Linked DNA regions of Mus musculus: regions 1, 2, 3, 4, 5 and 6 are each linked to region 7. Evidence: chromatin contacts called from public ChIA-PET, HiChIP or PLAC-seq and Micro-C data. All regions are on one chromosome and are shown on one strand. Each heading gives the region's core, a stretch centred on a gene start, on an enhancer-like site or on the middle of the called end of the contact. The rest is flanking DNA. Distances are from core to core; before and after follow the strand shown.

Region 1 (3,188 bases), core at 343-2,842, 720 kb after region 7:
CGCCACCCAGGGACAGCCTGGTTACCCTAGCCTGTTTTTTTCCATCCATCCTAAATTCTACCCCTCTGCACCCCCCTCCCCCAACTCGGTTTTCCTTGTCCAACTCTTTCAACCTCGGTTTCCGCGTCTGCCCCCATCGTATTTCACACCCGCCCTGAGGATGGGAGCGATACAAGTGGCTGTCCCAAGTGACTCCGTGTCCCCTTGGTCCGAGTGCTCAGCTCCACGGGCACCACCCACCACCAGTCCTGTGAGCTCACTCGGCAGAGGCCACGCCTGCCAGGCCAGAGCTGCTAAGGACAAACAGCGCTCAGCCTCTCGTGGGGACTGCGTGGGGGTGTCCCCTAGCTACACTGCTCCAGGACAATCCCCGACCAAAGCCGAGGCATATCTAGTCCTAGGGGGATACAGTAGGTGGTCCCGGAAAAGTGAGGGATTCTGCAGTTGGAAGCCTCTAATCAGAGAGAGGAGCCGGTGGCTCTGGTTAGTGCCTGAGGCAGGAGAGAAGTCCTGGTTGCTGGTTCGTGGACTGGGTGGAACCGAAACTCCTGGTGGTTTGGGGAGAGGGCAGAGTCCTAACAAAAGTACCACGAGGTGGGTCAGAGAACCAAGATGTCTCAGGTCGGAGGGGGAAATCAAATACGATAGGGATGTGGGGGCACAGTTTAGAAGGAGGGGGGTCTCGGGTCACAGTACAGGGTGGGGTAGAGAGGCTGAGGTCAGACCCGAGGTGGGTGAGGAAGGTCTGATTTAAGCAAGGCGCGGTTCCTAACCTCTGCGGAAGGAGACACGGCTCAAGGCAGAGGCTGGGTCTTGGCAGACTAGCAGTGGAAATGGTGTAGTCGGAGGGTGGAGGCGGTTTGCGGTTAGCAGGTCTGACCGCTACCCGCGTGCGTGGAGGGAGGCAGAGCAGACTTGGTCCCGGGCCGGAGGTCCTCAGCTCCCCCTCTTCCGCCCTCAGGCTGGGATGCGGAGGCTGGCGGAGACGCAAAGGACGCGGTGCAGCCCGATGTGCTGGTGTCCCTTGCAGCGCCCAAGAGCTGCGCCGGCCGCTTCTCCGGACGTCTCCACTTTGTAGCCGGCAGGTTCGTGCCTGATGACGTCCGCCGAAAGTTTGGCCTGCACCTGCCAAAATATACTGGCACCGACTGCGTGGCCTCACTGTGAACCGCACCAATAAACATCTCCACCACCTCTCCCCTGCCTCTTTTGTGTACCAGGCCAGGGGGTGGGCGGGTGGAGAGGAGACTTCCCTCCGGGTTTGTGGGGAGGAGCTGCGCCGTGGAGTTTCTTAGAATGGAGAGCAGACCCCTGCTGGGGGGTGGCCTCCAGTACTTAGGACCGAAGTTTAACAATATAGAGAACGTCCAGCATCCTAGGGCGCCAGCAGCTTCAAGTTTCAGACCAGAGGGAGCCAGGCACACAGCACGGGACCCAGTTGGAGAAGGAGGGGGGAACGCAGGACACCGGGCAAGGGCAGTCTAAGGGCGGAGGTACCGCGGGAGGCTTAGAAGACCCAGTCTGGTGTGCGGGGGCGTGGCTTGTGGCCCGTTCCGCCCTTTTAGGTCCAAGCAGCGGCTAGGCCCGCCACAGTCAGATCTCAGAGCTTCGCAGAGCAGTTCGGACCTGGCGATGGCATCACCTCTGCCCTTGCTCTATCTCTGCCTTGCCGCCTTACACCTAGCGGGAGCGCGAGGTGAGATACCTTGGGAACCACCCCCTACACACACACACACACACACACACACACACACACACACACACAAACAAACACACCAGGACGACAGCCGCAGGCACAGAAGCGGGCGGGGGAGCACCTCATGAGCGTCCCAGAGAGCCGGTGAAAGAAACCTCTTCCATCGTCGTCCCAGGAAGGTCCACTTGGCCAAGGCTTTGAATTGTAAATCATCAGGTTTCCAAATCTGTGCCAAGGGGTCGTAGCTGTCTCTCCGCGGGGCTGGTGACAGTCCTATTTCTCAGAAGGCTGGGGCTCCAGGAAGAAGGGGTTTGTCTGAACCTGTCTGCCTTCCTATTCCACCCCGGAAAGATGGAAGGCCAGAGAAACCAAGGACTTACCTGTTGGCACCTTGCGTCCCACCTAGAAAGACCCGGGAGAGTATATGGCAGGAGGGGACTTCCAGGAAGAGACTGCAGCGGTCTGCGGGTAGAGGCAGAGCCTAATACACTCGACTTGTGTTTGATGAACATTTGAGCCTAGAGGTGTAGTGGGACATAGAGTCGCCAGATCTGCGGAGTGACAGGGCTTCAGGGTCCGCTGCTAGTAATGGGAAGGCTTCCTGGAGTGGGTGCTGCTGCAGTCCCCGGGGCTAGAGCTGGCCTCTCAGATCCTCAGTTTTATATCCCGTGAAATGTGGTAGTCAATGTTCCCCCTGTTGCACCAAAAGAGGGGTCTCAGTGGTCCCTATCTTGTGCCTCCTCGAACTCCCACAGATGCCACCCCCACCGAGGAGCACACTTCAACCGCCAGGGGTCTTCAGGGACGGCCGCCAGATACCGGCCAGCCCTCGCCAGCCCTGGAAGATTGGGAGGGTGAGTCACCTCAGCAACCCGCCTGTGTGATCTGGGCCTGGTGGGGTCAGTGGGGAGGGTAGGGAGAATGAGGAGTCCTTGGACATCACAGCTCCTTGGGCCTCAAGGCTCCAAGCTGGAGAGACTAGGGAGGTGGGACCCGGGCTCAGCGTGCGATGCTCACAGAGGCCAGCGAGTGGACGTCGTGGTTCAACGTGGATCACCCGGGAGGAGATGGCGACTTCGAGAGCCTGGCCGCCATTCGATTCTACTATGGTCCCGCGCGGGTGTGCCCGAGACCACTGGCACTGGAGGCGCGCACCACCGACTGGGCGCTACCAGCTGCAATGGGCGAAAGGGTGCACGCCAACCCAGAGCGTGGCTTTTGGTGTCTCAATCGTGAGCAGCCTCGAGGCCGCCGCTGCTCCAACTACCACGTGCGCTTCCGCTGCCCACTGGGTAAGGGGGGGACCCATAGGCCTGGGCGGGCGGGTACAGTACGACCCTAAGGGGCAAGGCCCAGTGATGGCAGGGCACGGGCGTGGCTTAGAGAGGCACACCCATCAGCACAGTGAGGATGCAGGGAGCTGTGCCCAGATTGTAGTAGCTAGTGCACTAACATGCCAGGATCCCATTGGCCCATCCTGAACAGCTCGGTG
Region 2 (3,646 bases), core at 35-2,534, 860 kb after region 7:
ATGGCAGTGTAGTCCCTGCATGGAAGGTACTGAGAAGCTATTGTGAGTCATTTTGGAATTCAAACCTGGATTTCAGTGGAGATCCTAGAGCCATGAGACATCCGCCAAGGAGAGAATTGTCTTGAGCCTTAGAAGATATTTGGACCTTTAAATAATGTTGAGACTGTGAAAGTCTATGGGGACTTTTGACGGAGAACCAAATGCATTTTGCATTATAGTATGGTCTATGGGGGCCAGGGAGTGGAAGGAGGTGGTTTGAATGAGAATGGCTTCCATAGGCCATGTTTCAGTGTTTGGTCCCCAGTGATGGAACTGTTTGGGAAGAATTGGGTGCAGCCTTGGTGGTGGAGGTGGTCTTCGAGGTTTTAAAAGACTTGTGCCATTCTCAGTGGATTAAGGTGTGAGTCCTCAGCCTGTGGCCAAGCCTTAACAATACCAGCATGGACTGTTACACACTGCACCTCTAAGCCTGGTTAAACTGTTTTATAAGTCACTTCAATCATGAAGTTTTATCATAGCAACAGAAATGTAACTATGTCAGGCAAGTGCCCTTAATCACTGAGCGATCTCTCCAGCTCCTGTTTTTTTTTTTATCAACTCTAATTTTGTCTGTTTGTTTGCATTGGGTATGTTTATTTGTGCAGGCTAGTTTTATGTCAATTTGACACAAGCTTGAGTCATCAGAGTGGGGAGCCTCAATTGAAAATGTCTCCATGAGCTTGGGCTGTAAGCAAGCCTGTGAGGTCATTTTTAAAAATTAGAGATTAATGGGGGGAAAGCCCATTGTGGCTGGGGCCATCCCTGGACTGGTGGTCCTGGGTTCTCTAAGCAGCCGTATTTGCAGACAGTTTGGAGTCACCCGATGTGGGTTCTGGAAATTGAACTTGGGTCCTCTGAAGAGCAGCATGTGCTCTCAACCTCTCAGTATCAACTGGAACCAGAGTGGTCTGACTGGCCTCCTAGGTCTGAGGCACAGGGGCCATTGTATTAGACACTGAGTTGGTAACTGGACTGCTTACGAGAACCATCTGGTACCCTGTTAGACTAGGAAGTGCTTGCCGAGTTCACTGAGACAGCAGGGCCCAGCTCTCCAAGAACAAGAACAAGTTCTGCGTCAATGTAAATTCTCCTGACCATATGCTGGAGTAAAAGGCAGGCAGTCCAGGGCAGAGACTGCCTGGTCATCACTTCAGCTCCTGCTGTCAATCAGCAGTCGCTGGGCGGACCTAGCCAATCAGGGCCTTCAAGCTTACACCACTCAATCAAGAGCGAGGTAGGGCAGTGGGAGGCGGATTTTCTCTGTCCGCCGTGTTGTAGACTGAACTCCGTGGCTCAGGGAGGCCCCGTGGGTGCGTGTGCTGCGCTGTGGCCGCCGCTGTGAGGGGAGCACGGGCAGCTCGGAAGCCGCGACATGGTGAGCGCAGGGCCGCTGTCCCAGGTGGAGAGGAGTGGCAGCTATCGGTAGCTCTTCGCTTGTGCGGCGTTAGGCCCGCTGCGGTTGGCGGCGACTAGGTCGCTGCGGCTGTGTCGCTCCGCCCTTCGGCCGCGTCTGCGCAGAGCTCAGGGCGCCGCAGGGGAGGCCCCGCCCTCCGTGTCGGTGACGTCACGGCCACGAAGTGGTTTTTGTGTTGTACCCTGAGGCTGTTTGCTGAACTCAAGGTCCTGCCGGTTCCCCTGAGTTGTCTTCACATATTGGTGGAGAGTCCACTTTGAAATACTTTTGTGGGAGTTGTAAACTCTTAAGTTTTTGCTTATTTATGCCTATGTTGGATAGTATTTGTGAAGACAATTACTCTCCTGAGTTTAATTTGCTCTTTTAAAAGAACATTGACTATTTTGTGAGGTTCTTTTTTTATACTGTTTTGTAGATAAATTAGTTTCCAAATATTCGTACACTATTATGATCATTAAATTTCTTTGTAAAGATAAAATCTTTTATTTGTGTACTATTTATTTAGAATTGTCTGGAACGTTGAGGGTTTTTTTTCCCCCTTTACATATAAACCTTAGAACGGCTTTCTGCTGTTACACAAGATGTTAGCATTCTTGTTGGGATTGTGTTTTGAATTTATAGTGTAAATTGAGGAAAGCAACATCTTGGTGTTGTCTTCTATTTACTAGGCCAGTGCATATTCTTATTTGATTTTTTTTTTCTTTTTTCTGGACACTGGATCTCTCTGTGTCAGTGGTTCTTTACCTTTCGGTTAAGACAATCAGAAAACACTAATTCCCAATGGCTTTAGGAACTGAGATACTGCTCAGTTACAACATTACAATTATAACATAGCAACAAAAATAATTTTTTGGTTGGGAGTCACCTCAACATGAGGAAATGTATCAAAGGGCCGCAGCGTTAGGAAGGTTTAGAGTGACTGCTCTATGTATTCCTGGCTGTATGGGAATTTGCCATGTAGCTCAGGCTGGCCTTGAGTTCACAGAGATCCCTCGTCTCTGACTCCCAAGTGCTGGAATTAAAGACCTGTGCCACCGTGCCTGGCTTGATTCATTTTTGAAAAAGAAATTTATCTTCATCCAAGGATCTTTGTGAAATTTAGTATATGCTTCTCTTTGTGTCTCCTTTGAGCTGTGGTGCTACATACTCGGGGAAATTGCTAACCATTCAGTTGCTCATTGCTATTATACTGGAAGATGGACTTCTTGTGTTAATCTTGTATTCAAGAAGATTTTTTTAAAAAAGATTTATTTATTATTATAAATAAGCACACTGTTGCTGTCTTCAGACTCACCAGAACACATCCCAGTGGTTGCTGGGATTTGAACTCAGGATCTTCAGAAGAGCAGTTAGTGGTCTTACCCGCTGAGCTATCTCCCCAGCCCCAAGAAGTTTTCTTATTATTTCCTTGAGTTTTTGTTGGTCTTGGAATTTCCTATTTGAAAAGACTTGTATTTTATGTGTTATACTTAACAATTTTATTTTGAGATTCTAATACAATTAAACATTTCTCCCTTCATTTTTCTCCCTCCAAACCTCCTTCCATAATCCTCCCTGCTCTTCTTCACATTCGTGGCTGCTTCTTATTCCATTAATTGTTGTTGCATGCTTGTAACATCTATATTCCTAACTATAACCTGCTCAGTCCATGGAATGTTACCCGTGTGTATGTTTTCAGGGCTGACTGTCAAGCATTGGACAAGCAAGCAGTGTGCTCGTCCCTGGGGAAGAGTATCTCTCCTACTCCCAGATTTCCTTAGTTACCTGTAGTTCTTTGTGTACGATTGAGGCATTGTGGGCTTGTCCCTACCCAGTTTTTCATGTCCATTGGTGTTATCTTTGCTCAGCTCATTCTGAATAGACTTTATGAGTAAGTGAGATATTATTTCTAGGAGACCCAGTCTCACAGGAAATCTCCCTGATTCTCTGGCTGCTACACCTTTTCTACCCTAGACTCTTACTTTTTAAAGTCTCAGTGGCTCCCCTGTCCTGTTCTCTTTCCAGTTGTAGCATCTTCATCTGGCCTTCATGCCTTTCCTAACCCCCATGACTTGGTATGGCTGGCTCAAGCTTACTGGCTTTCCCCAGGGCTACCCACTAGGCTGTGCTTCTCGAGGCTCTGGTAGACACACACAGCCACTTCCACTGTCTCTCCCTCAGTCCTGCCTGGCTTCTGTGAACCTCTGGAAGGTG
Region 3 (3,672 bases), core at 476-2,975, 760 kb before region 7:
CGGATCTGGGCCTTGAGGTGCCTGAGTTTACCCTTCAGGTAGTTACAGCGAGCCTGCTTATCCAGGAAGCCAGGATCCTAGGGGGACAAGAGTTGAGGAAGTCCTCCTGGCACTGTAACCAGAGGCCCTCAAGCTGTTCAGCTTTGATTACATGGTCCCAGTCTCAAGACAGCACCACACACACACAGCCCAATCTGTGACCCCAGGAGTCTCCACTCACCCCTCGCTTCTTCTCAAACTCTCTCCTGACATGAGCTGCCATGCGAGCCTCCTTCTGAAAGGGCAAGGTGGGAAGGGGCTCAGAAGGGCCACCATGACCCTGACAGCATGCCACCCAGTAGAAGCTGCACAGCCGCAGGAAGCTGGGGCACAGGAGTTCCTGGGCTGACCTGGCTTCGTGGCGGGGGCAGCGACAGCAGCAGGGCCTCCAGTTGCTGGAGCTTAGCCTGTGTGGCCCCCACCTCCCGCTGGAGCTCCGAGAACTCGCCATACTGGTCCTGGAACACTGCGGCATAGCGGCTCCGGTCCCTTCTGTTGGTCACTGGTGGGTACTTACTACCAGGTTGGAAGGGGTCAGTCAGTGTATAAGTAGAGGGAAATCTGTCTTTCCACCCATCATGGCAATTGGCTTTTCTTCTTCTTTTCTTTTGGTTTTTTTGAGACAGGGTTTCTCTGTGTAGCCCTGGCTGTCCTGGAACTTACTCTATAGACTAGGCTGGCCTCGAACTCAGAAATCCGCCTGCCTCTGCCTCCCAAGTGCTGGGATTACAGGCGTGTGTCACCACTGCTAGGCCCGGCAATTGGCTTTCCTTTGCCAGTGCTGACCACCAAATCAAAATGCCTTCTACCACCAATTCCGTTTCCTAATTTCATAAACTCTTATTCGCCCATCAAAACCCCAGCCTCAATGCCCCTTTCTGTTTCCCAGGCATTAAGAAGCTCTGAGGGAACGTGGGTATGATGAATTCAGGAGACTAAGGTAGGGGCTATCTTGGACTAGACGACCAGACCTGGTCTTACAACGAGTGGGCACTCACAGCTCGTAGTCAGGTACTGGGTTGAGGCGGGGTCCCAGATCTCTGGGATGCTTCTCAGGGTGCAGTGGCTCCCGGGGGCGCAGCTCATCCGCAAACACGATCTTCCGGGGCCTCACGCAGAGCTCTCCCGGCCCGGGCTGGCTCTGCGGCCGTCTGGAGCGCGGACGCTCCGGGGCAGGCATGCGTGGGGCTGCAGCTCTCTGGCGCCCCCTGGCGGCAGGGCGCGAATTGCAAGTGGCTTCCGGGCCTGAGAGCCTGGCCAGAGGACCCCGCCGGCCGCGCCTGGAGGCGGGACCTGCATGTATTTGCATACGCGAGCGCGGTTGGCTGGCCGCGCAACCCAGAGTGCGGATCCCGGAAAGGGGCACTGACGAGGCGCCGCGACGTCACCGCGGCGTCATGCTCGAGAGTGGCTGGCGGTGCAGCGCGGGCCCCGCCCCATTCTTGAAACCGGAAGAGCGCAAAGCAGCGGAGGGCGACTGGGGTCCGAGTCGAGACGACCCCTTCGCCTCTTGCCTCGCGGGGTTACGGCCCACAAAGCTTCCAGCCCCCGCCCGCCTGTGGTTATCCGAGGATCCCACTCGGTGTCACCTGTCCCAGAGCCCCGTCTGGCCCTGCCGCCGGGAACGCAGCTGTGCAGGAACTGCGGGTGGAGCCGTTGGCACGGGCGCTCGGCCGCTAGGGCGGGGCTCTCAGGGTGGGCGGAGCCTGCGGCGCGTGTTCCTCTCTGGGTTGGAATCAGCCCTTCACTATGCTGTTTGGCCTATTCATTTACCCCAGTCTATTGGGAAAATAAGGTAGTTTTTTTTTTTTCTTTTCTTTCTGCTTTTTTTTTTTTGTTTACCAATTTATTTTTTTCTTTAGCAATTGTATTATTTTTGTGTGTGTGTGACCTTGTACATACTCAGAGACCAATACAGGTCGTTGAGTGTCGTACAGCCCTACTTTTTTTTTTTTGACAGTTTCTCCGAAACCTGATGGTCCCTGTTTAGGTATTCTGGCTGGCCAGCGGGCTCCAGGTAGATCTGCTTGTATCTCCCTCCTAGCACTGGGTTGATAGGTTCCTGCTCCCCACCTCTGCCATTTTACAAGAGTACTAGGGGTTGGAACCTAGATCTGCATACTTGAGTCACACTCTTACACTGAGTCATCTCCCTAGACCCTAAGAAGTGACGTTTATTATGCTAACTATGTGTGTGTGCATGTCAGACTCCCTGAAGTTACCATTACAGTTAATATATTTATTTTTAAAGATTTATTTCATGTATATGAGAATATTGTAGCTGTACAGATGGTTGTGAGCCATCATGTGGTTGCTGGGATTTAACTGATGACCTCCGGAAGAACAGTCGGTGCTCTTATCCACTGAGCCATCTTTCCAGCCTATCTATCTATATTTATATACACACACACACACATATATATGTATATATATTTTTTTTTGGTTTTTCGAGACAGGGTTTCTCTGTGTAGCCCTGGCTGTCCTCACTTTGTAGACCAGGCTGACCTTAAACTCAGAAATCTGCCTTCCTCTGCCTCTCAAGTGCTGGGATTAAAGGCATGCACCACTACTCCCGGCCCAAATATATTTATTAGTTTTTAATTTTGTTTTTGTTGTTGTTTTTTGTTTGTTTGTTTGAGACAGGGTTTCTCTGTATAGCCCTGGCTGTCCTGGAACTCACGCTGTAGACCAGGCTGGCCTTGAACTCAGAAATCTACCTGCCTCTGCCTCCCAAGTGCTGGGATTAAAGGCGTGCGCCACCAGTGCCTGGCTAAATATAGTTTTTGATTGGCTTTTTTGTCCCTAACTCTTACTGCTTATTTTGCTCATGCTCTGGGGTGGAACTCAGGCTGTCAGGCTTTGTGGCAAGTGTCTTTACCAACTGAGCCGCCTGACAAGCCTTTCTTGTGCTATTTTTGGAAGATGGAGTCAAGGTCCCACTATGTGGCCCTGTCTGGCCTATAATTTTCTGTGTATACCAGGCTGGCCCTAAACTCAGTCTGCCTCCCTAGGGAGGGGATCTGCGTGGCCACTGCTCTCCCAGGCAGGTTTTAACTTTTCTTCCTGTTTTTGAGACTTGGTTTTGTTGTGTATTGTAGGCTGCCCTACGCCTTTGGAGCAGAGTGGCCAGGTGAAGGGCTGTAGGCTGACTTCAGGATAGAGGTGTCCTGGCTGGCACCACCCTGCAGCCCAGGCACCCCCTGCAACACACACACACACACACACACACTGCTAGCACTGAAGACATGTGGGTTGGTGTGCAGGCTTTCTTGTTTTATTTCAGCCTGGGCATGATTCGGATAAACAGGATCATGCTGATGAACACGAAGCACACGACAATGAGCATGGCCCACAGCAGCCAGTTCACTGACTTCTGTGCATGCTGCTCCAATCTCTCCGACTCCAGCTTCAGCTTCTCCAGGTTCTGGTCTGCCATCTTGAGTGAATGTGACAGGGTCTGTGGGAGAAGAAGGGGCTGTGTCAACAAGACTGAGACCCAAGTATGACTTTTCCTGAGTAGCCTGTGCTTCTGGTGCATAGTGTGACCTCGGCCAAGCATGCTCAGCTACCCCCTCCCCCTGGGCTTTAACAAACTCTTGCTCAACCAGCAAAACACCAGTCACAATGCCCCTT
Region 4 (3,469 bases), core at 651-3,150, 930 kb before region 7:
TTGAAGGAAGCAGGGACCAATATCCTTGAAGTGATAAAAAGCCCACTCTTGGACTCTGGGAAAGAAGCAATTAAGTGTTCCCAGACAGCTGTGACCAGTTTGTAAAATGCACTAGCTTCTGAAAGTGTATTTTTCCTTTTTTCTTTTTACTTTTCCCAGCTCAGGAAAGTCCCTTTCCAGCTGCACCGTTCCACCCCACTGATGTAATCAGGTTTGAAGGATGGCACTTCCTTATCACCTCCCCAGTCAGGTAATCCCAAAGTTTGAGGATCCCAACTTATGCATGTGCATATACATATACATATACATATACATATACATATACATATACATATACATATACATATACATATACATATACATATACATATACATATACATACACATATATTCCAAGCCCCAGGACGAGAGCATCTAATTCTTAACCTTTGAGTAGAGAAGGCTTGCAATCATATAACAATAAAGACTCTCTTTGTTCTTGCATCAAACTCGAAATTCCTGATGTTGTTCTGGGGTTCCTGAGAACTGGGCATAACATTGGCATTTCATCTAGGCTCCGCCCCACAGTTACCTGGCAACAGCCAGGTGTGCCTGACTCACTATAAAAGGGGCTGCTTGCCTCTTCCTCTCTTTTCTCCTCTTCTAGATCTTGCTCCCTTTACCCTCTTCCTCCTCTCTCCCCATTCCCCTCCCACCTCTCTCTCTACCTGTTCCCGGCTAGCCTCTACTCCTCTACTCTCTCTCTCTCTCTGCCTTTCTCTGTCTCTACTAGGCCCTCAACTCCCCTCCCCATGCCCTAAATAAACTCTATTCTATACTCTACATCCCATTGTGTGACTGGTACCCTGGGGGCCTCAGCCTGGGCCTGCAGAAGCACCCTCTTCCCCCACACCATACCACACCCCCATCAAACATATCCCTGGCTTCTTTTTCTTTTTATAAAACACAACACCGAGTCCTCCTATGCAAACTGGTCTTCACAAGGACAGAAAACGTAATCTCTCCATATACTAGTGCTTTGGCCACACAGTTTCAGTCCTGAAGAGAACCCCTTGACTGAATGTGGTCTGCCCTATGTGTCCTCAGTAAAGACTCCATAGTGTTTTGAGGTGGGTACCATTCAGGACATTCAGCGGAGCCAGGGAGGATTCCAGAGTAGTGGAGCACACCTGCCATCCCAGCACTCGGGAGGCAGAGACAGAAGGATAGGAAATCAAGGACAACCCCTATGCTAACTCCAGGTCATGCTTCATGTCACTTTTGCCCAAAGCCAGGCCAAGCCCTCTCTGAGTGCCTGGTGCTCACTGAAACACTCCTTTTTTACCCCGTTCACAGAGGTTTTCCCGCAGGCAGGTTTTCCCCGCCAGGTTGCTCCTGATGCCAGGACAAGAGCTGGGAGGCACACTTTGCTACCTGGCCAGGCTTGGTTTCCTGCCCGCTGCTCTGTAGCCACTATTCTCAATATACAGATTCTCAATAGCTCCCACGATCCTTTCGTGAATGGAGACCCCTGACCTCAAACCTTGGCCTTTGGTCTTCAGTCCACAACTGAACCTTGAAGTCTTAGTTCCCCTTCTAGGAGACCAAACCGACAACCGGCCTGTCTCTGCCTCCCAAGTGCTGGGGTTAAAGGCGTGCGCCACCACCGCCCGGCGGACAGCCACTGTTAAGTCGAGTCCCAAGCCCACAGGCACCAGGTGACTGGCCAGCGAAGGCCAAGAATTTGAGTTGAATTCCAGAAGTTTCTCTTGCTTCTAGGGGCATTCCAGGAAAATGAAACTGAAAGGCTGCAGTTTCTCCACTAGCAGTTTGCAACCCGGCGGCTCTAGAATTGCGTTGGACTCCTGAAGTTGCTATTTGCTAGAAGCAGTGGTGGGGCGGGGTTATGCTAATAAGGGCGTGGCCTGGAAAGGGTTCCTGAGCCCTCTAGGATCGACGGATCACATGGCGCCCTCTTTCTATCACTATCTGCCCGTGCCCATGGATGAGATGGGGGGGAAGCAAGGATGGGGCAGCCACCGGCAGTGGCTGGGGGCCGCGATCTTGGTGGTCCTGTTCGGGGTTACCTTAGTCATCCTGACAATCTACTTCGCCGTCACAGCGAACAGCGTGGCCTGTAGAGACGGGTTGCGAGCGCAGGCTGAGTGCCGGAACACCACGCACCTGTTGCAGCGCCAGCTCACCCGCACCCAGGACAGTCTGCTGCAGGCCGAGACACAGGCAAACTCCTGCAACCTGACCGTGGTAAGCCTGGAATCCGTCCCCTCCAGTGGCTTTGAAACAGCCAAGCAAGTCCCCCACCCCCACCTCGAAGGCCAGCTACTAAAGACTGAAATCCTGGGAGACCTTAGAACTCCCTACAGCTCTGCAATCAGGGGCCTCAGTATCCTCCCTTCCTTTGGTGACTCTCCAAACTTTGTGTAGAGTGCTTGAGTTGGAGAGCTCGAACCTGACTTAGGGACCAGCATTTGGCTTCACTGGGATATCACTCAGCCCTGATTGAATTTTTTGAAACAGGGTCTCCTAAATTGCTCCGGCTGTCCTAAAAGTCACTCTGTAGACCAGGCTGGCCTCAAATGCTGCCTTTCAAGTGCTAGTATTAAAAACATGAGCCACCACACCTAGCAAATTATTGAAACTTTTAATATGTCTCTGAGAGACCTTGTCTGGGAAGCCCGGTTCTGCTGTGTGTTTGTGTAGGAGAATATCTGGAACTTTCTACTAGGGGTTAACTACGAAGAGTTTTCAAACTCCTATGTGGGCACTTAAAATTGCCGTTTTGGAGATTACACCTTGGTAGGACTGGGTGGATACGGAGAGTGTTGGAGGGGAACCTGAAAGGGGCTTTGCTTGAGAAGGTCTCAGATGCCTTTGCCTGGAAGTTTCCTAGGGGCCAGGACAACAGCCAACCCATGTTTGTGCCGCTTTTCTGATCAGGTGACCCTTCAGGAGTCCCTGGAGAAGAAGGTGTCTCAAGCCCTGGAGCAGCAGGCCCGCATCAAGGAGCTTGAGAGTGAGAGGGGGGCAGGGGGAGGGGGAGGTCCAGTGGAGCTGGGAGGGAATAGCTTAGGCCTCCAGGTTGGGACTTGGGGAGAGGTGCTGACCCACATGAAGGGGTGGCAGGGTCATGAGCCCACTGCTTGGAAGTTTGGTTTCTTCCCAGAGACAGACAGAGTGCCAGGGATGAAGGAATAAAGCTTGGGGAGTGGAAGTAGGGGTTTATGTCAGCAGAGAGCAGAGGGTGGGTAGGAAGAACGTTGTCAGGAGGGTGGAGGCCACAGATCTGCTGGGTTTCCCAAGTGTTCTCTAAACTGGTGCTTCTACAGCCCTGCAGAAGGCCTTAGGCTGGCCTTCCTTTGATTCCTTTCTCCTTATTACCCCACCCCCACCCCCTCTGCCTGACCACACTGGCTGCTGTGTGGCCTTGGTGGTTAGATGCATCCCAGGTGTTCCCTTGGGGTGCTCTGGC
Region 5 (3,464 bases), core at 240-2,739, 820 kb after region 7:
AAACAGGATGCCTTCTCTTGGTACTAAGAATTCAATGCGCACACATAGCCATTGAGGGTGTATATGAGGGTACTCAGGATTTCCTTCAGTCACTGACACTGCCTCCCTTTTCTAAAGACCTACCCAGAACAGATATTGGTGTGCCAGGCTTCAAATCTGGTGATCTGTAGTGTGCTCACTGGGTATTACCCTCAACCTAGAGTACCTTAAAGTCAGTGCTTCCTGTAGTGACACTATGTTTAGAGTTCTGAATTTAGAATCACTGCACCATTCTGACAAGCCCTCATCTTAACCATACCTTACCGATAACTTGAGACTCTACGCTATTTTAAGTCACTTACAAGTAGTTCCTGGCCATCTTCAGCACCAGAATGAATTACACTCTCTTTTGGGTCTAGCAAGGGACAGACAGAAGCTGAACACTGGGCCATAGGACTTGGCTTCATACATTTGGGGGTATTACCCCACAGGTCTAATCTAACACTTAAAAAAAAAAAAAAGAAAGAAAGACCAACACAAGAGTAGAAGCCAGAAATAGTGACACAGGCTTTTAACCCGAGAACTCTGGAGGCAGAGCTAGGCGGTTCTCAGTGAGTCCTAGACGACCCAAGGCTGCATAGTGAGATCCTATCTTACAGGAAAAAAAAAAAAAGAGTAAGAAAAGAAAACCAAAACCAAGGTAGGAGATGACGGAGAAGCAAGGCGGAACCGTTCCAAGAACAATACACCATATGGGAGCTAAGAGAACAATTCACACTAACAGTAGCATATGGATCCTGCTCTAAGTGTGTTCCAGGTGTTTCTTGTGAATCAAAATAACCAGCCACAACTGCATGGCGAGTCACAGCGGGGTCAGAAGTAGGCCTGAGCCATAGGACAGGGGGCGCCGCTGGAGAATCGAGCTGTTAAGATTGGAGACTCGCAAGCCCGCGGCAGCCCGGTACCCCCGCTAGGCCCCATTGTGCCTGGGTCCCGGTCCGGGTCGGGGTCGGGCGCGCGCGCGCACTTACCGGGGTGCAGGTGAGCGCGCAGTGCGCGTGCACAGACCAATGCCCCGACAGGACAGTGAGTGCGTGCGCGAGGCAGATGGTGGCGAGCGCCAGCAGCGCGGCCTCGGGTATCTGGGTCCAGCTGCTGCCCCATCCCCAGCAACCGCTGGCGGCGGCGCCCAGCCAGGCTGGGTACAGCAGCCCGGCAAACGGCAGCACGGTGAGGCGCCGCAGAAGCGCCAGCCGCCGGTACGGCCACACGGCGGCCACCAGTTCGTCGCCGTTCGCTATGAGTGCTGGCCCGGCAGCTAGGCCCGGCCGCAATCGCGACCCAGGCTGAGGAGACCCGTTGTCCCGGGCCCCGCCAGGCCGGGCTCCGCAAGGAACCGCGTTGCCCACCACCGCCATCTTTCCCAGCGCTGCGCTGGCTTCCGGCAGAGGCACCGCCCCACTTCCGGTCTATTACTTCCGGTAAGGTCTGAGCGCCACCTTGGAATAGGAAGCGCCTAGGTAAACCGTTAGGTGGGTTAACACAAGTGTCTGTTCAGGGCGCCGCCATGACAAAGAAGGTACCAAAGGTCCAAATCAGCTTGCTAAGGTCGGCCGTGGCGAACTAAGAACGCAAAAGATGTAGACGGGCAGGGCGGGATTGACATCAGCAAGAGACCCTGAAACGGAAGAGCCCGTCCCTTCTCAGCAACTTTTCCGGCATCTATCTAGGAAAGAGCCTCCGTTTGGGGAGGAGAAAAGCTTACCCTAAGATACAAACTTTAGGACTTGGGACCTTTTGAGGGCGGGTTTGGGAGGAGGCGGAGCTTTCGCAAGGTAGGGTTGAGGGTGCCTTTTCCATGCAAGCCATACGGTAATAAGTACACAAGGTCACATTAACATAAATGGAAAATTAGGTACTTATGAAATATACTATGATGCTTTATGCAACTATTCTGTACAAGTACTGTTATTTAAACACAGCCATAAGAAGGTTTTGAAGATTTAAAAATATATAAGTATGTATCTGTCTCTGTGTGTGTGTGTGTGTGTGTGTGCGCGCGCGCGCTGTGCAGTTCCTACGGGGCCCTAAGAATTCGTCTGAGGTGGGAGCGGGTAAAAAAAAAAAAAAAAGAATGTGTCTGAATCCTGGATTTGGAGTTACAGTTAGTTGTGAGTGTGAGTTCTGGGAATTAAATACAGATCCTCTGGAAGAGCAGCCAGTGCTGATAGTGGCCGCTGCCTTTGACTCGCGAGTGCTGGCCACCCTACCCAGATCCAATATAGATCATTTTTATTCTTTTTCAATGTTATTTTGCTTGGTAGTGCAGGGCATCTCATGTATAAGCAAAGCTGAAGTAGGAAGATGACAACTTCAAGGTCATCTGAGAACTTAAGGAGACTTTTTCCAGACTTAAAAAAAAAAATAAAAGTGTTGGCTAGTTCAGTGTTAGAGTGCTTGCCCAGCATTCTTGAAATCCTGGGTTTCATTCTTTGTAAAAACAAACAAATAGAAAAACTCACACAGCCCCCTGACTGCAGCCTGCTGTTGCATAGTGATTTTCTCTCAGTTGAAATGACTGGAGGAAAGTTTGATAAGAGGACTAAGGAAGTTCTAAAGGCAGGCCTTGTCTCCTCGCTTCTCTTCACTCTATCCCACCCCAGGGGATTAGTCTCCAGTCCTTGGGCTTGGCAGCAAATGCTCTTGCCCTCTGAGCCTGCTCTCTACAGAGAGGTCCGTTAAGACTCAGGAAATAATTCAGAGGCTGAAGAAATTCCTGAAACCTTAGCAGGTGCAGCAGGCTCACTTCTCCCCGAGGTTATTAGGCAGGCAAGTTCATTGCAAGTACGGCGGAGAACTCTAGGTTTGCAGTTTGGAGTGATCACCATTTGGGGGTGTGCCTTCACCCCCAAATGACCTCTCAGTCATCCTTGCCAGCCAAGTTTAAGCAGCCACTAAGCCATATTCCTGCGATAACTCCAGTAAGCTCTCTGATTCATTGACTTGAACTTCAGTGTTTTTTTGTTTTGTTTTGTTTTGTTTTTCGAGACAGGGTTTCTCTGTGTAGCCCTGGCTGTCCTGGAACTCACTTTGTAGATCAGGATGGCCTCGAACTCAGAAATCCACCTGCCTCTGCCTTCCGAGTGCTGAACTTAAAGGTGTGCGCCACTATGCCCTGCTAAACTTAAGTGTTTTTATTACATTCATCTGTCATCTCTGGGGTGAGTTGACGTTTGTCCACATCTCTGTAGGAATAGTGTCACACAGCATAAATGGTGCCTGCACAACTGGGACTGGTAGAACCAAATAAAGGGAGAGGTAAGTGCCTGCTCCCTTCCTGGGCGCTGAGGCTGGGCCTGAGGCTGGTTCGTGTGAGGGAGAACATCTGTGGGTGAATCCCGTTATGGCTAGTTCTCCCTGTGGTGGAGAGTGATATGCTTTCCTGCTGTAGTGGTGGCTGCACGCTTCCTGCCATAGATGATAGG
Region 6 (3,444 bases), core at 621-3,120, 900 kb before region 7:
CCCTTCTGAAAGTCCTGAGTTCAATTCCTAGCAACCACATGGTGGCTCACCACCATCTGTAACAGGATCTAGTGCCCTCTTCTGGCGTGTAGATACACGGAGACAGAGCACTCCTACATTACAAAAAAAATTTTTTAAAAAAAAAAAAAAGATTAAATTAAAAAATAAATAAAACAGATTGCAGGGCAGGCAGAAGGTTACTTTTCTAGGGTCACATGCTGGCCAGGTGGCATGCTAGACCCAACTCGAGGCCGAACGGTGGCCCCCACCTGTCTGGTCAACCTGGAGCCACAGCCCATTGGTCCCAGGGGCAGCCCCCAGCCTTGTCGCCCCCACCCCCCTGCTGGCCAGGAAGGGTCTACGAGTCAAGAATCACCGGGTGGTTGTAAAAGGCAAAGGTCACACAGGGTTTCCTGCCCGCCCTTGGGAACTTCCTCCCTTCCAACCCCACACCCGCCTGCTCAGCGCCACCTCTGTCTCATCCCTTCCCAAGCTCTTGGGCCCAGGCAGCCTTCCCCTGCTGGACTCTTTGGGGGATGGGGGGCGGTGGTAGCGGTGGTGGTGGTGGTGGTGGTGGTGGTGGTGGTGGTGGTGGTGGTGGTGGATAACAAGAAACGGAGTAAGCAGGTAAAGAACAAAGACTTCCAGAAGATTCTCCCAGTGCTTTGGGGGCTGGTGTACCCGCAATATCCTTTTATCTGTGACCCTGAAATCGTATACCTCTATCTGGGCATTGTTCCACAGAGACCCTAGAACCTCCACGTGGGACACCACCTACCAACAAAGCTTACTGCCACTTCCTGGGACCCTGAAATTACCGCAGGCCAGGGACATAAGCACACTTTTGTTATAGAGGGGGAAACTGGGGCAGATTGTGGCAGAGTTTGGAGGCCTCTCTCCGTTATCCCCACTCCAAGACCCTGCTTTTCTACTGCATACCGCTCGGATTGTTTTGTACTTTGGGAGGAGTCTAGGCAGGGGCTCTATTGCTAAGCCACACACTATTCCCAGAGCATGCGCAAGTGAGGGGGATATCTCTGAGTGCTGGTAGAATAATTGAGGGAAGTTGTGAGGTCTCTGTAGTCCTTATGTGCACTGTTTGTCCATCCTGGAAAACTCCTTGGAGCTCCTGGGTGGTGAACTCACACCCACAATCCTTTGCCTTGGACCCCAAACTCTACAGCTGGTGGGAGCTATCCCACGGTGACTGGTGTGTTTTGTGGGACATTATCAGTGGTTCCCCACGTTTAAATCCAGCCTGCCACAGAGTAAAAGCCTGGGCCACAGAGCCAGTCTCTCTCTCTCTCTCTCTCTCTCTCTCTCTCTCTCTCTCTCTCTCTTTTGTTTTGTTTTTTTGTTTTTCAAGACAGGGTTTCTCTGTATAGTCTTGGCTGTCCTGGAACTCACTTTGTAGACCAGGCTGGCCTCGAACTCAGAAATCCGCCTGTCTCTGCCTCCCAAGTGCTGGGATTAAAGGCGTGCGCCACCACCGCCCGGCCAGGGCTAGTCTCTTGTCTCACTTGTGCCTTAGTTTCCTCTGCGCCTAGCCACCGGACTGTTAGATAACACGTCCCGGGAGCAGAGGGCACTGTCTGGCCCATCTAAAGTGGGGTGTGTGGGGTTGGAGTGGGAGAGTGGCGGTGGTGGAAACTGAGGCCGGACCAGGCTGGGGAAGCCAGTTCAGTCACCCAGTGAGTGCCCCGCCCTCCACCTATCACAGCTGCCCAGACTGTCAGTCAGTTCCTCAACAGCCTGGGTGGGAGTGTTGTGATAACCCACAGTCCCCATTTCCTCCTGGCCAGGAAGGAGCCGGGCAGAGGAAGCATTAAGAGGAGTAATATAAACACTCCCCCCTGCCTGGCGCAGTTCAGATCTGGCCAGGCAGACAACGCCAGACAGTGCGCCCTGTGGACACTGCGCAAATGGGGCTCTCCATGGACCGCAGCCCATACGCCCGCACGGGGGACCAGCAGCGCGGCTGCTGGTACTACCTGCGCTATTTCTTCCTCTTCGTGTCGCTCATTCAGTTCCTCATCATCCTGGGCCTGGTCCTCTTCATGATCTATGGCAATGTGCACGCCACCACTGAGTCCAGCCTGCGCGCCACGGAGATCCGCGCCGACAGCCTGTACAGCCAGGTGGTTGGACTATCTGCCTCACAGGCTAACCTGAGCAAACAGCTGAACATCAGCTTGCTTGTCAAGGAAACAGTCATGCAGCAACTGTTGACTACGCGACGTGAGATGGAGCGCATCAACGCCAGCTTCCGCCAGTGCCAAGGCGACCTGGTAAGAGGCGGCATGTGTGCCCTGGGCTGCAGCCCTGGGTGCGCCCAAATGCTAAACTCCATGGGAAGAAATCTGGATTCCCTCCTCCCCACACACACTCCTTCATTTATTTAGAACATGACCTCATGTAGTTCAGGCTGGTGTAGAACTCACTGTGTAGCCAAGGATGGCCTTGGGCTCCTGACCCTCCTGCTTCCACCTCCAGGACTCTAGGATGACCAGCCAGTGGTCAAGCCTGGTGTAGTACATGCAACACCACTGAGCTACAGCCTTTCTCTCTCCCTAATCCCACCCCCAGCAGAGTATGACTGTATAACCCAGGATGGTTTTAAACTCACAACAGTTCTCTGCCTCAGTAGATTGAGTGCTGGGATAATAGGTGTGGGTCACCCCATGTACCTGATGAAGATCTTGTGACTGTGATTTCTCCATGGCAGACATCACCTGTCAAGGAAGAGTTTGCTGCAGGTGGCTTAGTTTTTACAATTAAATGTATTTATTACACACGCATATGTCTACCCGCATGCTGTAACCTGTGTGTGGGGATCAGAGGACAACCTTCCACCGTGTGGAAGACTTGACTCAAGTTTTGTCAGCCTTAGCAGCAATTGTCTTTACCCACTGAACTGCCTTGCAGGCCTGATCACTCAATTAATTAATAATTAATCTATCTATTTCTTGACGCAGGGTCTCACTATAGCTCTGGCTGTCCTGGAACTCATAGAAATCTGCCTGCCTCTGCCTCCTAAGTGCTGGAATTAAAGGTGTGCACCACTATGCTGGGCTCTCTGATCTTTCAATTTAATAACAAAATCTCTCTTGGGATAAACCAGAAATTCATAATTTTATGGCTAGGCCCCTGGAGTGGAAGGAACTCTCTGGGTGAATGTGGGGGTGGGAACACATGCAGACCCTAGCATTGTCTGTCTGCAGTTGGCGTTTAGCTGGGTCCTGGGCATTCACAACAGGTCCTGCTGCTGTCAGTGCCTGCCCTGTGCCTGCTTAAGGCAGCTTCACAGAGATGGTAAACAGACTCAGAGGGCTAGGGTCTCCCTCTGTGTGACAAGGGTGAGCAGAGCTTGGGGCCAGCTCAGAGCTCAGCCCTTGCCCAGCATGGGTGAAGCTCTGTGCTCCAGGCCCATTAGCGAGCAGGGTT
Region 7 (3,158 bases), core at 235-2,734:
AACAGGGCCTGCAAAGAGCTGTAGTGCGCGGTGGCCCAGGCGCACCGACGGCCTTCCTGGCACCCAGCAGTCGCCAGCCCCGCGGCGGGGAGAGGAAGCTGGGGGAGGGGGTGGCGGGCCAAGCAGGAAATGGGAAAGGCCGGCGTCGGCCCAGCTGAGCCCTGGGGGAGGAGGCGGGGCGCGCCCCGGCAGCCTTTCCTGAGCGCCTGGAACCACGGCGGCTCGGCTTCCCGCCCGCCCACTAGGGTGGGGGCGGGGAGGCCCGGGCTAGGGGATCTGCCTGCACCAGGGACACCACGCGAGACTTAGCGCCGTGGTGACCTGCATGCTGTCACACTCACACAGGAAACCTGAGCTCATGACTGCGCCACCGGGTGCTGACGACCCACCTGTGCGCAATCTCCAGCAAGTCCCCACTAAACCCGTCGTGTCCAACCGGGGACACTTGCAGCGATAGCAAGCCTTAGCCTGGATGCTTCCCGACGCCCATGCGCCACGACCCCTCGTGCTCTCACGGGGCCGCGTGTTATACACGTGCGTCTGCGCTGGAGTGGGGGAAAGAAGCATGCTCTCATTCCCAGCGTGCACCCAGAGGTGGAGGCAGGAGGACCACCTGTTCAAGGAGCCTTAGTGAAGTAGAGAGCTGGAGGTCAGCCTGGGCTACAGGAGACACCGTTTTTACTCCGACTTTGAGACAGGGTCTCACTATGTATTGGCTGCTGTCCTGGAACTCGCCATATAGACCAGGCTGGCCTCGAATTCACAGAGATCCTCCTGCCTCTGTCTACCGCGTTAAGAAACACTTTCAGAAAAACAAACAAAACGTGCTTGGTCTGGGGTTCAGTCCTTACAACGCTGGCATGCATAAAAAAAAAAACAAAAAAAAAAAAACCGGGCTCTGTGCACAGCACACAGACCAGGCTAAGTGGCACACGCCTGTCGTGCAAACGCTAGGGAGGCTGAGGCAGGAGGATTAGAATTTCAGGGTTATCTGTTTTATGTGTTTGAGACAAGCCTGGCCTATATGAAACTCTCTCAAAAGGGCCCCTCACAGCCCGCAGCGCTGTATTGGCTCGCAGAGAGTGTCCTGGGAGTAGAATGTCATGGGCGCATATCCTGTGAGCCCAAGAGCCTAGTGCAGTTCCTGAGTCGAAACGGAGATATCCACAGCACCCCACCCCCACCCCCAGATCTGTACAACTGGGAGTCTTGCTCCGCAGCCGAGGTATGCTTGGAGCTCGCGGCCATCCCCCTGCCTCAGCTTCCCAATTGCACAAATAGCAACTGCTGGAGCGCGTCCCGGGCTTGAATATCTTTGGGGGGAGGTATTGAAGTCTGTACTTATTGGTGCGCAGCCTATTGGTGGGCAGTGCCGCCCCCGCGGGCTCTGCGCGTGCGCGCTCCCAGCGCGCGCGCGGGGGGGGGGCCCACCCGCGCTCCCGCCGTTGCCACTTTAAGAGCGGCGGGAGCGCGCGGTGGCGGTGGCGCGCTTCCCGGAACAGCCCGGGGAGGGCAGCGCGGCGAGAACCCACCCGCGGCCGGAGCTCCCGCGCGGACATGGCCGCGGGGATCGGGGCGCGGGCAGCGATGGCCACGCGCGCCTGACAGGTGCGGAGCATGTACGGCAAGGCGAGCAAGGGCTGCGCGCCCTCGGACGGGCAGGCGCGCGAGAAGTGAGTGCGCGGTGCGGGGCCACGCGGGACCGGGGACCATGGGGTCACGCGAGACCAGAATGGTGCGGGATTTCAGGGGGGACACAGGAGATCCCGAGGAGATCGGGGAGTGACTGGAGATCAAAATGGTGCGGGATTTCAGGGGTACACACGAGATCAAGGGGCTCATGGGGTCACGCGAGACCAGAAGGGTGTGTGATTGTGGGTGTGCGAGACCTGAGGGTCCTTTGGGGTCACAGAATACACAAAGGACAGAATATATTGAGGTACTCGAGTTCCAGGGTCTTGGTGGGGGGGTCACATGAGATAGAGGGCATGGGCATGAGCTTGAGAGCTCCAAGGGGGCTTGGGGTCTCAGAATACCTGAGGGGACAGGAAATCAATGGGTCAAACAAGAGCCAAGGGGTTGCTGGGGTCACGTGGCGGTTCATCGGGTGCAGGATCAGGGGCTCACTAGGGAGTCGGTGGTGTATGGGAGATCAGGAGTTAGGACTTGAGCGGTCACAGGATGCCCAGGGCAGGCACAGCATCTGAGGGTTGTAAGGCCTCGGGAGTTCTGGGGTCACACAAACCTGACAGGTGTGAGCTTTCGGGGTTGGCTGTGAGACCATGGCACTGGAGGACAGCTTCAGGTCTTAGGGCCGCAGAGTCCCAAGTATCCAAGCTGGAGATTTGAAACAGGACACGTGGGTTCATTGTGGCTGCAAATTTGAAGAGGTTGGGTCGGACCCTAATGCCCTGCGGGGTGTTGGGGTTTTGGAGGTTTGCGTGGAAGTTGGACTCCACTGTCGCTTGTAGGCAAAGGTGCGGATTCAAAGCCTAGAGAGGTGCAGAGCCTGACCATGGCGGTCCCGGGACACCTCCCGGAGTCCCAGGTGAGCCAGAATGGGTCTGGCTCTAGACGCCCCACATTGAAGATACAGGGTGCGCTGCCCAGGTGGACAGGCTGTGCTCTAGCTTCCAGTGAGGACACGCCTGGGCTGGCCTTCCTTTCCGAGGTGCCTGTGTGGAGAAGTAGGTGAAGCGGGAACGTTTGAAGTGTGCTGGGAGCCCAGCACTCACCTTTGAGGTGTGAGTGTGGAGGCCTGGATTGTAGCAGGGCCTGAGGGGGCAGCTTGCCTAGAGGCTGAGTTGCCCAGTGCAGCCCTGGGTAGGGGACAGATCACCTGGCACAGAGAAGTCTGGGTCACTGGGCTGCCATGCAAGGCTGGCTCCCTGAGAGCCTGCAGTTAGGACTCATTTATGGTCAGTAAACTCAGTGACCCTTCCTGGCATGGGGCTGCTGGCCATGTGGGAAGCAGGGACTGACTGATTCCCTGATACCTGGCAAGTCCCCATTCTAGGGAATGGTTCACAGACCTGTGCTAAGTTTGGGGGTGAGGGTGGGGGTGGGTGTTGATGATTGTGTGAGAGGAAGCTCACATCCAGGAAGTGGGGATCTAGTCATTCCACACAGCACGCAGGAACCTCAAGGTAGGCTGTTAG

Evidence for each region. Hi-C and Micro-C count contacts between places; a contact is called where the count stands out from the background. ChIA-PET counts read pairs in DNA pulled down with a chosen protein or histone mark. HiChIP or PLAC-seq counts read pairs in DNA pulled down with a chosen protein or histone mark.
Region 1: a Micro-C map of embryonic stem cells shows a contact between it and region 7, with 2.4 times the contacts expected there. The contact joins the promoter of Cilp2 here to the promoter of Ssbp4 in region 7. A contact is called at or near these places in 2 of 39 promoter capture datasets (cranial neural crest and maxillary cranial neural crest) and 3 of 484 Hi-C or Micro-C datasets (all in embryonic stem cells).
Region 2: an RNA polymerase II ChIA-PET map of memory CD8 T cells shows a contact between it and region 7, with 11 read pairs. The contact joins the promoter of Zfp963 here to the promoter of Ssbp4 in region 7. A contact is called at or near these places in 1 of 39 promoter capture datasets (pre-B cells) and 1 of 115 datasets of contacts at active chromatin or transcription factors (memory CD8 T cells).
Region 3: an RNA polymerase II ChIA-PET map of memory CD8 T cells shows a contact between it and region 7, with 26 read pairs. The contact joins the promoter of Ocel1 here to the promoter of Ssbp4 in region 7. A contact is called at or near these places in 3 of 39 promoter capture datasets (embryonic stem cells, neural stem cells and pre-B cells), 4 of 484 Hi-C or Micro-C datasets (embryonic stem cells and stem cell-derived primordial germ cell-like cells), 8 of 115 datasets of contacts at active chromatin or transcription factors (bone marrow-derived dendritic cells, embryonic stem cells, memory CD8 T cells and 2 more) and 2 of 9 other capture datasets (embryonic stem cells and pancreatic islet).
Region 4: an H3K27ac HiChIP or PLAC-seq map of bone marrow-derived dendritic cells shows a contact between it and region 7, with 5 times the contacts expected there. The contact joins the promoter of Bst2 here to the promoter of Ssbp4 in region 7. A contact is called at or near these places in 1 of 39 promoter capture datasets (cranial neural crest) and 2 of 115 datasets of contacts at active chromatin or transcription factors (bone marrow-derived dendritic cells and embryonic stem cells).
Region 5: a contact with region 7 is called in an RNA polymerase II ChIA-PET map of memory CD8 T cells, with 17 read pairs. The contact joins the promoter of Atp13a1 here to the promoter of Ssbp4 in region 7. A contact is called at or near these places in 4 of 39 promoter capture datasets (cranial neural crest, frontonasal cranial neural crest, liver and 1 more), 1 of 115 datasets of contacts at active chromatin or transcription factors (memory CD8 T cells) and 1 of 9 other capture datasets (pancreatic islet).
Region 6: a contact with region 7 is called in an H3K27ac HiChIP or PLAC-seq map of embryonic stem cells, with 3 times the contacts expected there. The contact joins the promoter of Plvap here to the promoter of Ssbp4 in region 7. A contact is called at or near these places in 3 of 115 datasets of contacts at active chromatin or transcription factors (bone marrow-derived macrophages, embryonic stem cells and forebrain).

Annotation. Positions count from the first base shown.
Region 1 is chr8:69,885,796-69,888,983 of GRCm38.p6, reverse strand. It overlaps Cilp2 (cartilage intermediate layer protein 2), which reads left to right and starts at 1,592. Exons shown (of 8, transcript NM_026818.2): 1 at 1,592-1,696; 2 at 2,452-2,550; 3 at 2,716-2,988. The coding sequence starts at 1,633. It overlaps Yjefn3 (YjeF N-terminal domain containing 3), which reads left to right. Exons shown (of 6, transcript NM_001353930.2): 6 at 962-1,196. The coding sequence ends at 1,167. It overlaps Gm33746 (a long non-coding RNA gene), which reads right to left. Exons shown (of 3, transcript XR_379069.4): 1 at 2,714-3,188; 2 at 2,077-2,390; 3 at 600-1,990.
Region 2 is chr8:69,747,600-69,751,245 of GRCm38.p6, reverse strand. It overlaps Zfp963 (zinc finger protein 963), which reads left to right and starts at 1,284. Exons shown (of 4, transcript NM_001200023.1): 1 at 1,284-1,414. The coding sequence starts at 1,412.
Region 3 is chr8:71,369,351-71,373,022 of GRCm38.p6, reverse strand. It overlaps Ocel1 (occludin/ELL domain containing 1), which reads right to left and starts at 1,725. Exons shown (of 4, transcript NM_029865.2): 1 at 1,038-1,725; 2 at 390-555; 3 at 221-274; 4 at 1-77. The coding sequence starts at 1,348. Use1 (unconventional SNARE in the ER 1 homolog (S. cerevisiae)) reads right to left here. Exons shown (of 8, transcript NM_025917.4): 8 at 3,291-3,496. The coding sequence ends at 3,314.
Region 4 is chr8:71,535,903-71,539,371 of GRCm38.p6, reverse strand. Bst2 (bone marrow stromal cell antigen 2) reads left to right here and starts at 1,900. Exons shown (of 5, transcript NM_198095.3): 1 at 1,900-2,244; 2 at 2,938-3,013. The coding sequence starts at 1,945.
Region 5 is chr8:69,789,188-69,792,651 of GRCm38.p6, reverse strand. It overlaps Atp13a1 (ATPase type 13A1), which reads right to left and starts at 1,489. Exons shown (of 26, transcript NM_133224.2): 1 at 1,011-1,489. The coding sequence starts at 1,397.
Region 6 is chr8:71,510,195-71,513,638 of GRCm38.p6, reverse strand. Plvap (plasmalemma vesicle associated protein) reads left to right here and starts at 1,870. Exons shown (of 6, transcript NM_032398.2): 1 at 1,870-2,288. The coding sequence starts at 1,923.
Region 7 is chr8:70,606,640-70,609,797 of GRCm38.p6, reverse strand. Ssbp4 (single stranded DNA binding protein 4) reads left to right here and starts at 1,484. Exons shown (of 18, transcript NM_001372473.1): 1 at 1,484-1,673. The coding sequence starts at 1,618.